Linked DNA regions of Sus scrofa: all the other regions are linked to region 1. A link is a contact called in public HiChIP or PLAC-seq data. All regions are on one chromosome and are shown on one strand. The core of a region is the stretch at or near the end of the contact, and the rest is flanking DNA. Distances in the headings are between cores, read along the strand shown.

Region 1 (3,099 bases), core at 416-2,915:
AATGGGAGAAAAAGACTATGTATATATGTGTGTGACTGGGTCACTTGGCTGTACAGTAGAAATTGACAGAACACTGTATACCAACTATAATGGAAAAAATAAAAATCACTAAAATGAAATAAAATTTCAGTGAGATGTATTGCCTCTCTATAAATTAACAAATCTTTTTTTTTAAATTTGTATTTTATGGCCGCATCTGTGGCACATGGAAGTTCCCGGAACCCACACCTCCGTAGTGACCTGAGCCGCTCGCTGCAGTCAGATTCTTAACCCACTGTGCCATAGTGGGAACTCCTATAAATTAATAAATCGTAATTCCTTAACTAAGTGGAGTATCGGCACAGGCAACTAAATAATCTTATGGTTAAGTGTGGAACCTGAAACCTATTTCAAATGTTTTGTGAACAAGCCAATTATTCTTCCAATCTATCTGTCAAGGAAACTTTAAAGACAGCAGTGATTTAGATGATGTGGTTTGTGATTTTCCAAAACCAGCCTTAAGTTAAATATTATAGCATGTTTTGTAGGTAAAAACCCTAAACTCTAAAATAGCCGAGTACACGTCCCTTAGTTTCTCCTGCGAGAGCTCATAGAAACTAGAGTGTGCGCTTATCTCCGCCTCTTAGATGTTTTCTGAATCCCTTGATAGTGAAGCATTCATTATCTCTTTCTAGAACCTGGCACACTTCCTAGTACATACCAAGGGATAATTAGGCTTTCACTGAATTTACTTAAAAGGGTTTGTGAGAAGCCCATGCATTTCTGTATTTCATGAATTTCCAATCATATATTTCTGGCCCATTTAAATGTAGGATCCTCACAAAGAAAATCCTCAAGAGGATCTAGTCTGCACTGTCCAAAGGACAAACTTTTCATAGGGATTGAGAAGAATAAAGGGAAACTATGGGAGAATTTTCCAGAAGTAAGCACTTCTGTTGTACTGCTATTGATGTTTTATGTATGACAGTCAGCAGTGATACAACTGGAGAACTAAATAACCCTGTACTATAAAACATCATATAAAAATTAAACTTCTAAGAAAAAATAAAAATCTAAGAATTGAAAAAAATGTACCTAATAGCATCGTTCTGCTGTAATGTTTAAGAGCAAACCAACGAGTTGCTATGGCATTGACGTCTGCGTGCATAGCAACAGAGCAAGCTCAGTGATTCAGCCTGATAAAAGAGGAAATTAGCTCACCATTTCCCTTTCCCTAAATCAGAGTCAGATATCCAAATATTTCATGTGGAAATGGTATATCCATCAACATGTCCTAATGGCAAAAAGTCACTAATGGGGGTGGGGGTGGAGGGTCACAAAATGAAATTTGTATGCCATGTGCTTACTTTAGAGAATGCAACTCATGTCTAAAGAATCTATTAATATCTCTGCATCCTGCTTTCCCCCGATTGGCTGGGGTTTGTCAGTGGCTTATATTGGGTGAATATACAATGATGAGTAATGATTTGGCAAAAGACAACGATTTATCAGCCCATATAACTTTGTTCTAATGAAAGTTGGTCATGATATATTTTGAGGCTATGAAACTGTAATTCCCTGTGTGTAACAGCCCTCCAGGGAAGAGAGAGATTATGCCAGCATAATATGTGAAGTTTAGTCATTATCAATTGCACAAAGCAGAGGTCAGCCGTGGGTGTATATGTGGGAGGCACAATTATGAAATCAATCCACAGCCTCTCCACCGCTGGGCTGAGCCAGTACAAACAGAGCCAAATGTTACAAATAAATGCTGACATTTTATCACGTGATTATTTTAAGTATCATTTTCCCCAACGTGTCTTTTCTTGTATTGTTTATAGTCCACATCTTTATTTTGTTTCCGGTTTCCTCTCTTTAAACCCGATAAATGGGAAATGGGGAAGTATGGTTTCAGTTAGTGCTTGCCCATGAACTTGGAAAGTGAACCCACCCCACGGAAGAGCCCCAAATCTTGTGAAGTTTGGATTCCTAGATTTGTTCTGGGTGAACTAGGGTTTCATAAACATATCATTTGATTCGTTTATTTAATTTACATACAGTAAAATTCATCTTTGGGGAGTATAATTCTTTTTTGTTGTTCCATTTTTATTTATTTATTTTTTTAAATTCAATTTTATTGGAGTCTAGTTGAGTTACGATGTTGTGTTAGTTTCAGGTGCACCGCAGAGTGAATCAGTGACACATAGACATATATCCACTCCTCTTCAGATGTTTTTTTTTTTTTCTGTATAGGTTATTACACAGTATTGAGGTAACAAATACTTAAAGTTGTGTAACTACCAGCACAATAGGGATCCAGACAAGTTCTGTCATTTCCCCCACACCCTGCAAATTCCCTCATGCTGCCTCTTCATAGTTAACCCTTCCCCATACCCACAGGACCGGTCATCTGCAAATCTGTTGGAGCTGATCTGTTTTGACTGGTTTTTTTCCTTCTCATTTCATTCATGCAACAACTATCTATTGAGAGCACCATGTGCTGGGCTCTGCTGGAGGTACTGGGAATGATATGGTGAATAAGACTATCATGGAGCTTTCCGTGCAGAAACAAGATAATAAACAAAAGTAAATCAGTAATTCCAAATTGTGGTAAATGCTGGGTAGAAAATAGATTCCTATGATAGCCAGTCTCAGAATACAGAACCTACTTTTAGATAGAATGTTAGAGAAGGTTGCTCTAAGAAGCTGGCATTAAATCGAGGACTGAAGGATAGATAAGGAGCCAGCTATGTGAAGTGCGCGAGTGCTGGGGCCCCATGAACAGTCATTTCAGGCACAAGGAACAGCATGTGCCAAACAAGAGTCAGGAGTCTAGTGAGAGGAGGGGGCGATGGTATAAGGTGCTGTGGACAGACAAGCAGATCCTAAGCTAAGGTGGATCTGCTTCACTCCGTTGCAGCAGGAAACCATTGGCTTAAGTCTGTAACTTGGGATAACTTGATTGATATTTTGAGTTCCGTGTAGAAAGTTGGGCATTGGAGAGCAAGAACAGACACGGGGTGGCTTTGGGGCCATGGCAGTCAGCTAGTTGACTGTTGATGGAGGAGGCTTAGCCTTGGGCAGTAGCAGTGGAGATGAAGAAGGGATAGATTTGAAGTG
Region 2 (3,224 bases), core at 146-2,645, 150 kb before region 1:
GAGCAAGGGCAGGGACCGAACCCGCAACCTCATGGTTCCTAGTCGGATTCGTTAACCACTGCGCCACGACGGGAACTCCTGTTCTTTCTTTTTTAATTTTCAGGTGTGAAAGGCTTGTTTGTTGCTTCTGTGTTTTTATGATTTGACAGTTCTCTTTTTAAAACCATTATTTTACTTTGTAAATTTGTGATGAGCTGGCATTTTTATTCTGGAATAAGTTTAAATTTATAGAAAAGTTGCAAAAATTGTACGGAGAATTCCCACGTATCCCAAACCCATTTCCGTTCCCTCTGATGTTATCTTTTCACATTACTGTTCTTTGATTCTCATTTTCATCCTTCTAATGAGACATACCCTTCAAAGAGATACAACTGCTGAAAAATAAAAAAAATGATTTAGTATGCATAGAGAACATAGTATATGCAAATGACAAGAACGAAAGACATCTAGAAAGAGGGTAGAAGTAAAGGCACAGTGCTGGTTCCAGGATTGTCACATAATGTGGGAGGCCCAGTGCAAAATAAAAATGCTGAGCCTCCTGTTGAAGACTTATTCGGAATTTCAAGAGGGCAACAGCAGAGTGTGAAACAAATCGTGGAGCCCTCTGCAGTGCAAAGCCCTGGGGACTGCCCAGGATGCACACCCATGAAGTCAGCCCTTGCTGTTCCTCCCAATATTTCAGCTTCCTCCATGGTCCACATAGCTAGTAGGTTAAAGGAAAGTCTTCTGCATGGCCAGGCCAAATCTACTGATAGGCGGCGAGTTTTTCTAGAACCACACTCAACGTCACAAACTTCACAGCTTGCCCATCTTCTAAATCTCAGTTCAAAAGGCTTTGAGGTGTTCGCTCCCCTTGACATGGGAGCAGAGCTAATTCTAAAGTAACATCCTCATTAGCTCACACAGGCTGCTGTTTTCTTTGCTGAAGATCAGGCAGATGTTTGTTTTGAGCGCCTTCCAATAGTACTTATAAGTAGCCAAGAATGCTTGGGCTCTTGGAAATCGTACCTTATGCCCAGAGGCTCTTGGTGGATATATTTTTTTAACCAGGTTTACTCATTTAACTTGCCCACATGGGGCACTTTCACAAGGGAACCCAACCCAGCCAGTCATTTCTGATGAAATCACAGAAAATATCTATGAGGAAATGAACTATGAAAGCGCCTGGTAAACTGGGCTTTTGAAAGTATCTGGGAAACACACGGCTGCACATTGGCTTAGCTCCATCCTTTATTTATCAAGCAGCAGCAGCAGCAGCACTGCGTTTTGAAATTTGACGGCATGATGTCCACTCGTGGGATTAGTTTAGCTGAGCGAGCCACGCCGTCTGTGCACCCAGACAGCTGCACACCCCTGGTCAGGCCCTCCCTCCGCCTGCACTAGCGTCCCGTTCGTCACAACAGAGACGGCATCCTGGACCTGGGGCTGCTTTCTCCTGTGTGGACAGCACAGGCACGGGCTCCTCTAGGAAGCAGAATCGCCCCGGATAACAGAGATGCACCCTCTCCCTCTGTCCTCTCTCTTGTGGTGCCCAGGGGGTGTTCCACGGGCTTCTGGGAACCGACTTGCTCTGTGGGCCACTGGCGTGCAGACCTAATGCTTTGTATCCGGCCACCCTTGGACCTTAGTAATTCCAGGGCTAGAAAGAGGTCACTCCTTTTCCCCCAGGAACTCTGTTTCAGGCTGTTTTAATTTAGTTTCAGTTTAGTTTAGCTGTTTTAGTTTAGTTTAGCTGTTTAGTTTTAGTTTAGTTTAGTTAAGCTCTTTTAATTTAGCTGTTTTAGTTTAGTTTCGGGCTGTGTTTTAGTGGATTGGAATTGCGACAAGTTTGCAAGACCCGTGAGGCAAGAGACTCTTAGGAGATTATATCAGCAGTCTATGGAGAGGATAGAAACACAAATTAAATATATATATCAGAGAACTTTTAATATAATGTTATAAAACGAACTATATATGTAATATATATATAACTAAATACATAAAAGTTCATAAAACTAAACGTATACATTATTCTATGTAAATCAACACACAAATTCAAAATATAAGTGATATATACTTATAATTAATCTATATAACACACACACACACACACACGAGCAAACACTGCAATGGGTATCATGCCCTCAGGTTTTAAAATACAGTGCTGCTGCCGGGCGGTGGCTCATCATGTCTCTGGCCCACCCTCTTCAAGGGTGACTAATATTCTGATCTGCATTACCATGGATTCGCTTTTCCCATTTTGTCTTTTCTCTAAGTGGAATCAGACGGTCTGTGTTCTTTTGTGCCTGGTTCTCTTGCTCATCACTGTATTGGTGAGGTCATCCACGGTGCTGCATTCGTCTGGAGTCTGTGATTCCTTGCTGCTCGCTCACATTTCCTTCTCCGTGTGTAGCACAGCGTACCCGTTCTGCTGGTGATGACCCTGGCTTGAGGTAGGAGGTTTTCCTGCCCATGACTGGAGAGGGGGTGTTCCCCTTGCCACAGGGAGATATGCTGTTGCAATTCCCGTCCTATGGGAAGGAATATCCCATTCACCTGGCCACCTGCGGCAGACCCTGCAACTTGCATTCCATCCCCTGAACCCATGAGGCCAGGAAGACTAGAATTTGGGTTCACTAGGTTCCACAAGTGCCTTCTGGGCAAACCCTGGCTCTAGATTTAAAATACGTTATCTAGCATTCCTAGCTATTTCCCATGGAAGGTTGTCTGACTCTTTATTCTGTCTTGCTGTAAGAAACATATATAAGTATGTATGTTTACAGTTTCCCTTGGTTTTGAAGACCGATGCATCTGTTATAAAACTTACCAAAAAATGAGGCACACAAATATTCCTTTTATCCATATTCTTTCTCAACTTACAGAAGGACACCAAAGGGATTATGATCTTTTACTAAAGTCATTTTCTTCTGGGTTTGTTTGTGAAGATAAATATGTTCATTTCAAAGGTTTAGGCTTGCTTCTTTTTAGTGCTTCCTTCATAAATCATTTTGAGCAATTCAGGCAAAAAATATTTTTGAGCAACTGCTTTTGTACATAGTTGTGAGGTAGGCCAAAGACAGTAGTACAAGAGACAGGAATCAAAGGAAACATCCATTATACAGGAGAACTATGATGGTTGCCATTCAGGAGGCCCAGAGGAAGTGCTCTGCAAGTTCAGAGCAGGAATGGAATTTTTTGATTCCTTTCGAGTGAGTCAAGAACATCTCAGTGTAGGAGGAGGATCT
Region 3 (3,301 bases), core at 303-2,802, 170 kb after region 1:
GTGGGGAGACTGTGAGCTTTGGAATCAGCTCCCAGAATTCAGAGCTCTGCTCCGCCTCGCATTTGTCCCATGATCTTGGCCCTACACTTACTTACCTCCCCTAAGTCTTCGTTCTTCTTTTGGGAAAAAAAAAAAAATGAAATGAAGCTTTCAGGATCATTTTGAGAATTAGAAATGACATTTTAAGGCACATCGGACAGGAGTTCCCTGGTGGCTCGGCAGCTTAAGGATCCAGTGTTGTCACTGCTGTGACTTGGGTCACTGCTGTGGCACGGGGTCAATCCTTGGCCTGGGAACTTCCGCCTACCACAGTTGTGGCCAAAAGAAAATAAAATAAGGCTCTTAGGACAGAAACGGACATACACTAGGCCCTCCAAAAAAAAAAAAAAAAAAATCACTGCGTTATTATTACATGAAATTGACCAGGCGCCTGCCCTACTAAAGCACCTTTAGGTGTCATCTTCACATGAAGCCCACCCCAACCACACAGTGTAGCACTGTGACCTGCTCCCACACATACAGACACCCAGCCATTCGCACGTCTGTTTCTTTCAGCCGTAGCACCTATCACGTTCAACTCACTATATAATGTATTTATTATGCTTGTTGGAACCTAACAGAATGCAAACCATATGAAGGCTGGGCGGGGGTGGGGGGGTCTGTTGTATTTACTAATAGCCACAGCACCTAGAAGATACTTGGCAGAAAACGAGTATGGAGTAATTATCTGTTTAAAAAATACTGCAATAATGCATGGCTAAAGAAAAAAAAAATGCATCTTTGTCGTTTGTTGTTGCTTCACTGCCCATACTCCGAAGATTCCCTAACCTTTAAATCATAAGCCTCCGTTTCTGCTCTCAACAACTATTTGCATATGAGAAGACATAAAACAATACTCTCTCTGGGAACCCTGGAAATAAAAGAGAAGAATCGTGCCTATCTAGAAAGGGTCACTGGTGGTGTAAGGCAGAAAGCATTCACGGACTAAATCAGGAACACATTAATTGTTCCGAAAATTGTGGCTTCCGTCCCTGATGTTGGGAATTCCAGAGAAAATTCATCGTGGCTCTTGGAATGAATAAGAGCTTCAGAGCAGGCTGGAGAAAAGCGTCAGCTGAGTCCCAGGGCTGACACTTCTAGGGCTTCTTTTTTGGAGAGAGGAAAAGAAGAGAAGGCACGGCCCTTGTGGGCTGAAGAAAAGTGCCGAGCACCCTGGAGACGTGGGAACACCAGCGCGTTCCCACCCTGCTGGTTGGTCAGCCTGAGCTGGGGCCCAGCTTAGTGCACATGGGAAATTTCGAATGAGAACTACTGGGAGCAAGGGTCAGAGGCTGGGATGAGGATTCCAAGCCCAGAAGCCAAGCTTTGCTCTCTGTTCTCTTCTTTCCCGGCACAAATCGCATCTTTCCTAAGGCTTCTTTTGCATGCCAAGTCCGAAGGACTCCAGCGGTACCCCAGGTCATCAAACAAGAAGCCACCCCGTACTGACACATCCAGATAATTATATATGATTTCCGTTTCCCTCTTTTCTGTAACCACTGTGTTTTAAATAACCACTGTTTATGTGCCAGGGGTCACATCATTGGCTTCTTCTAAATTTCACCACCATTTCATGAGGAGTCAGCCAAGACAGCGCGTGCAAGTGATGCAAAAACTAAGAGAATTGTTTCGCCAGCACGATGCCTCCCCACACAAAAGACGAGATGCTTTAATGTGATGTCACAGATAGGAAAAAAACCATTTGGCCAGGTGGGAGGAGGAAAAAGACTATTTTAGGCAGTTTGAAATGGAGGAGGGGACAGCTTTCACCTCTCTGGACGGATCATAACCCCGACCCATTCGATGTCCAAATATATGTGTTCCTACCGGAGCCTGCTCGCCTTGTCCCCGTCTGCAGCGACAGAATGCATGTGCACTTGGTGACACATGCAGGTGGAGGGGAGCAGAAGCATATGATACCCGAGCTCTCTCCCGTCCTTCGACCCATTCCCATGTCACAAAGGCTGCTCGCTGCTCTCCATCTCCCTCGGGTCATCATCCGCCCTCAGGGCTTCCCGGCAGAGTCCTGGGCTCTTCGACCACACTTGTTCAGTCACGTGGCCCAGCTGCCCAGAAAGGCTGCCTGGCACCTGTTAGGCATGTGAGAAAATTCTCTTGAGCTTCATGCATTCCGACCCTTTCAATGCACCCTGACCTCCTTACCTGCTATTCATCCAGCCTCCACCGCAGAGCTTCGCAAAGGTTCTAAGCCAGCCCTGCCCGTGTTTGAGCTTCTGCTCTCATAAACAGCCAAAGTGATTTCTTTCAAGGTGTTTGTTAGCCGAAAAAAATGTCCTCGTGACTCTCAGTGACATTTACCTCCGCTGGGGAGTATCAGAGTTTTAAAGGCAAAGCATCCTTCTCGGTTCAGTGCCAAGTGGTGGCTCGGTGTGAAACCCCTCGTGGCGAGTCCAGCAGGGCTGGGTCCTGGGAAGGGCTCTTCGACGTGCCCTCAGTGGTGACCAGAAGTGACTTAATAAATGGAGAAAAGCGTTTTTCCTTCTCTTTGGTTTATGGAAGAAATTGCATCCTAGCAGTTATACCCTAGGCAATCATTCAGGGTTTCATTTTTAATTTGATAGGGTGGATTTTAATTGTGACAGTTTTATTCCTTCTTGTGTACAGGGTTTACATTTTTTTCTCTGGAGCAGGAGAGTCCAAAGTTCTTTGGATTTTTGAAATAGCATTATGATTTGAAGGAACACATGAAAATCGAAGGAGTTGCGTCTCCAGATAAACACAGCCATAAATGGTACCCTTAGAATACATCTAAGGTTACTGAATAGTCGACTAAAACCCAGTAGAGATTTTGACTTGAAACAGTAAGTTGCCAGTGAAGAAGGACTTTGGGATGGGTTTCGTTTCTTCATTTAAGTGTCCAGAATTGGTTGATTTTTTTTTTTTAAATAATGTGTTTTTCCCAACCTTATTCCTTAGTTTCCATTTCGCTCTCTACAAAATCCCAGAAGAAAAAAATGAAAAAAAAAAAAAACCTGTTGTTTATTGAATCATACTTTTCGTTCTTAGAGTTTTTTATATTGATGGGAACAGCAGTTTAAGAACTCGTTAGAAAGCAATAGAGATCCTCAGTTGGGAAAGGAAATTTCTTTTCCAACTCCAGAAATGAGTAGCCAGGAATTTTGCTAGAACCTGACATGGGTACTGCTTACAAGTAGAGAGAAGCATCTAGACAAAGGCACCATAACCAGTGTATACCGTAACGCCCAATAATCCTGGGTTCTTTCTTATTATTCCTTATTAG

What was found. HiChIP or PLAC-seq counts read pairs in DNA pulled down with a chosen protein or histone mark.
Region 2: a contact with region 1 is called in an H3K27ac HiChIP or PLAC-seq map of alveolar macrophages. The contact joins two enhancer-like sites. A contact is called at or near these places in 1 of 47 Hi-C or Micro-C datasets (embryonic fibroblasts) and 1 of 2 datasets of contacts at active chromatin or transcription factors (alveolar macrophages).
Region 3: a contact with region 1 is called in an H3K27ac HiChIP or PLAC-seq map of alveolar macrophages. The contact joins two enhancer-like sites. A contact is called at or near these places in 1 of 47 Hi-C or Micro-C datasets (embryonic fibroblasts) and 1 of 2 datasets of contacts at active chromatin or transcription factors (alveolar macrophages).

What each region holds. Positions count from the first base shown.
Region 1 is chrX:8,106,142-8,109,240 of Sscrofa11.1, reverse strand. The region is part of intron 1 of ARHGAP6 (rho GTPase-activating protein 6); the gene reads left to right. Among named protein-coding and RNA genes, the nearest start is that of AMELX, 52 kb to the right of the region's middle. Within about 2 kb of position 1,665, at least 12 of the 83 cell types and tissues checked have an H3K27ac peak or open chromatin away from gene starts, as enhancers often do. A contact at or near this core is called in alveolar macrophages, where this site is marked.
Region 2 is chrX:8,253,807-8,257,030 of Sscrofa11.1, reverse strand. The region is part of intron 1 of ARHGAP6 (rho GTPase-activating protein 6); the gene reads left to right. Among named protein-coding and RNA genes, the nearest start is that of ARHGAP6, 190 kb to the left of the region's middle. Within about 2 kb of position 1,395, at least 10 of the 83 cell types and tissues checked have an H3K27ac peak or open chromatin away from gene starts, as enhancers often do. A contact at or near this core is called in alveolar macrophages, where this site is marked.
Region 3 is chrX:7,935,587-7,938,887 of Sscrofa11.1, reverse strand. All of the region lies in intron 9 of ARHGAP6 (rho GTPase-activating protein 6), which reads left to right. Among named protein-coding and RNA genes, the nearest start is that of MID1, 31 kb to the right of the region's middle. Within about 2 kb of position 1,552, at least 1 of the 83 cell types and tissues checked has an H3K27ac peak or open chromatin away from gene starts, as enhancers often do. A contact at or near this core is called in alveolar macrophages, where this site is marked.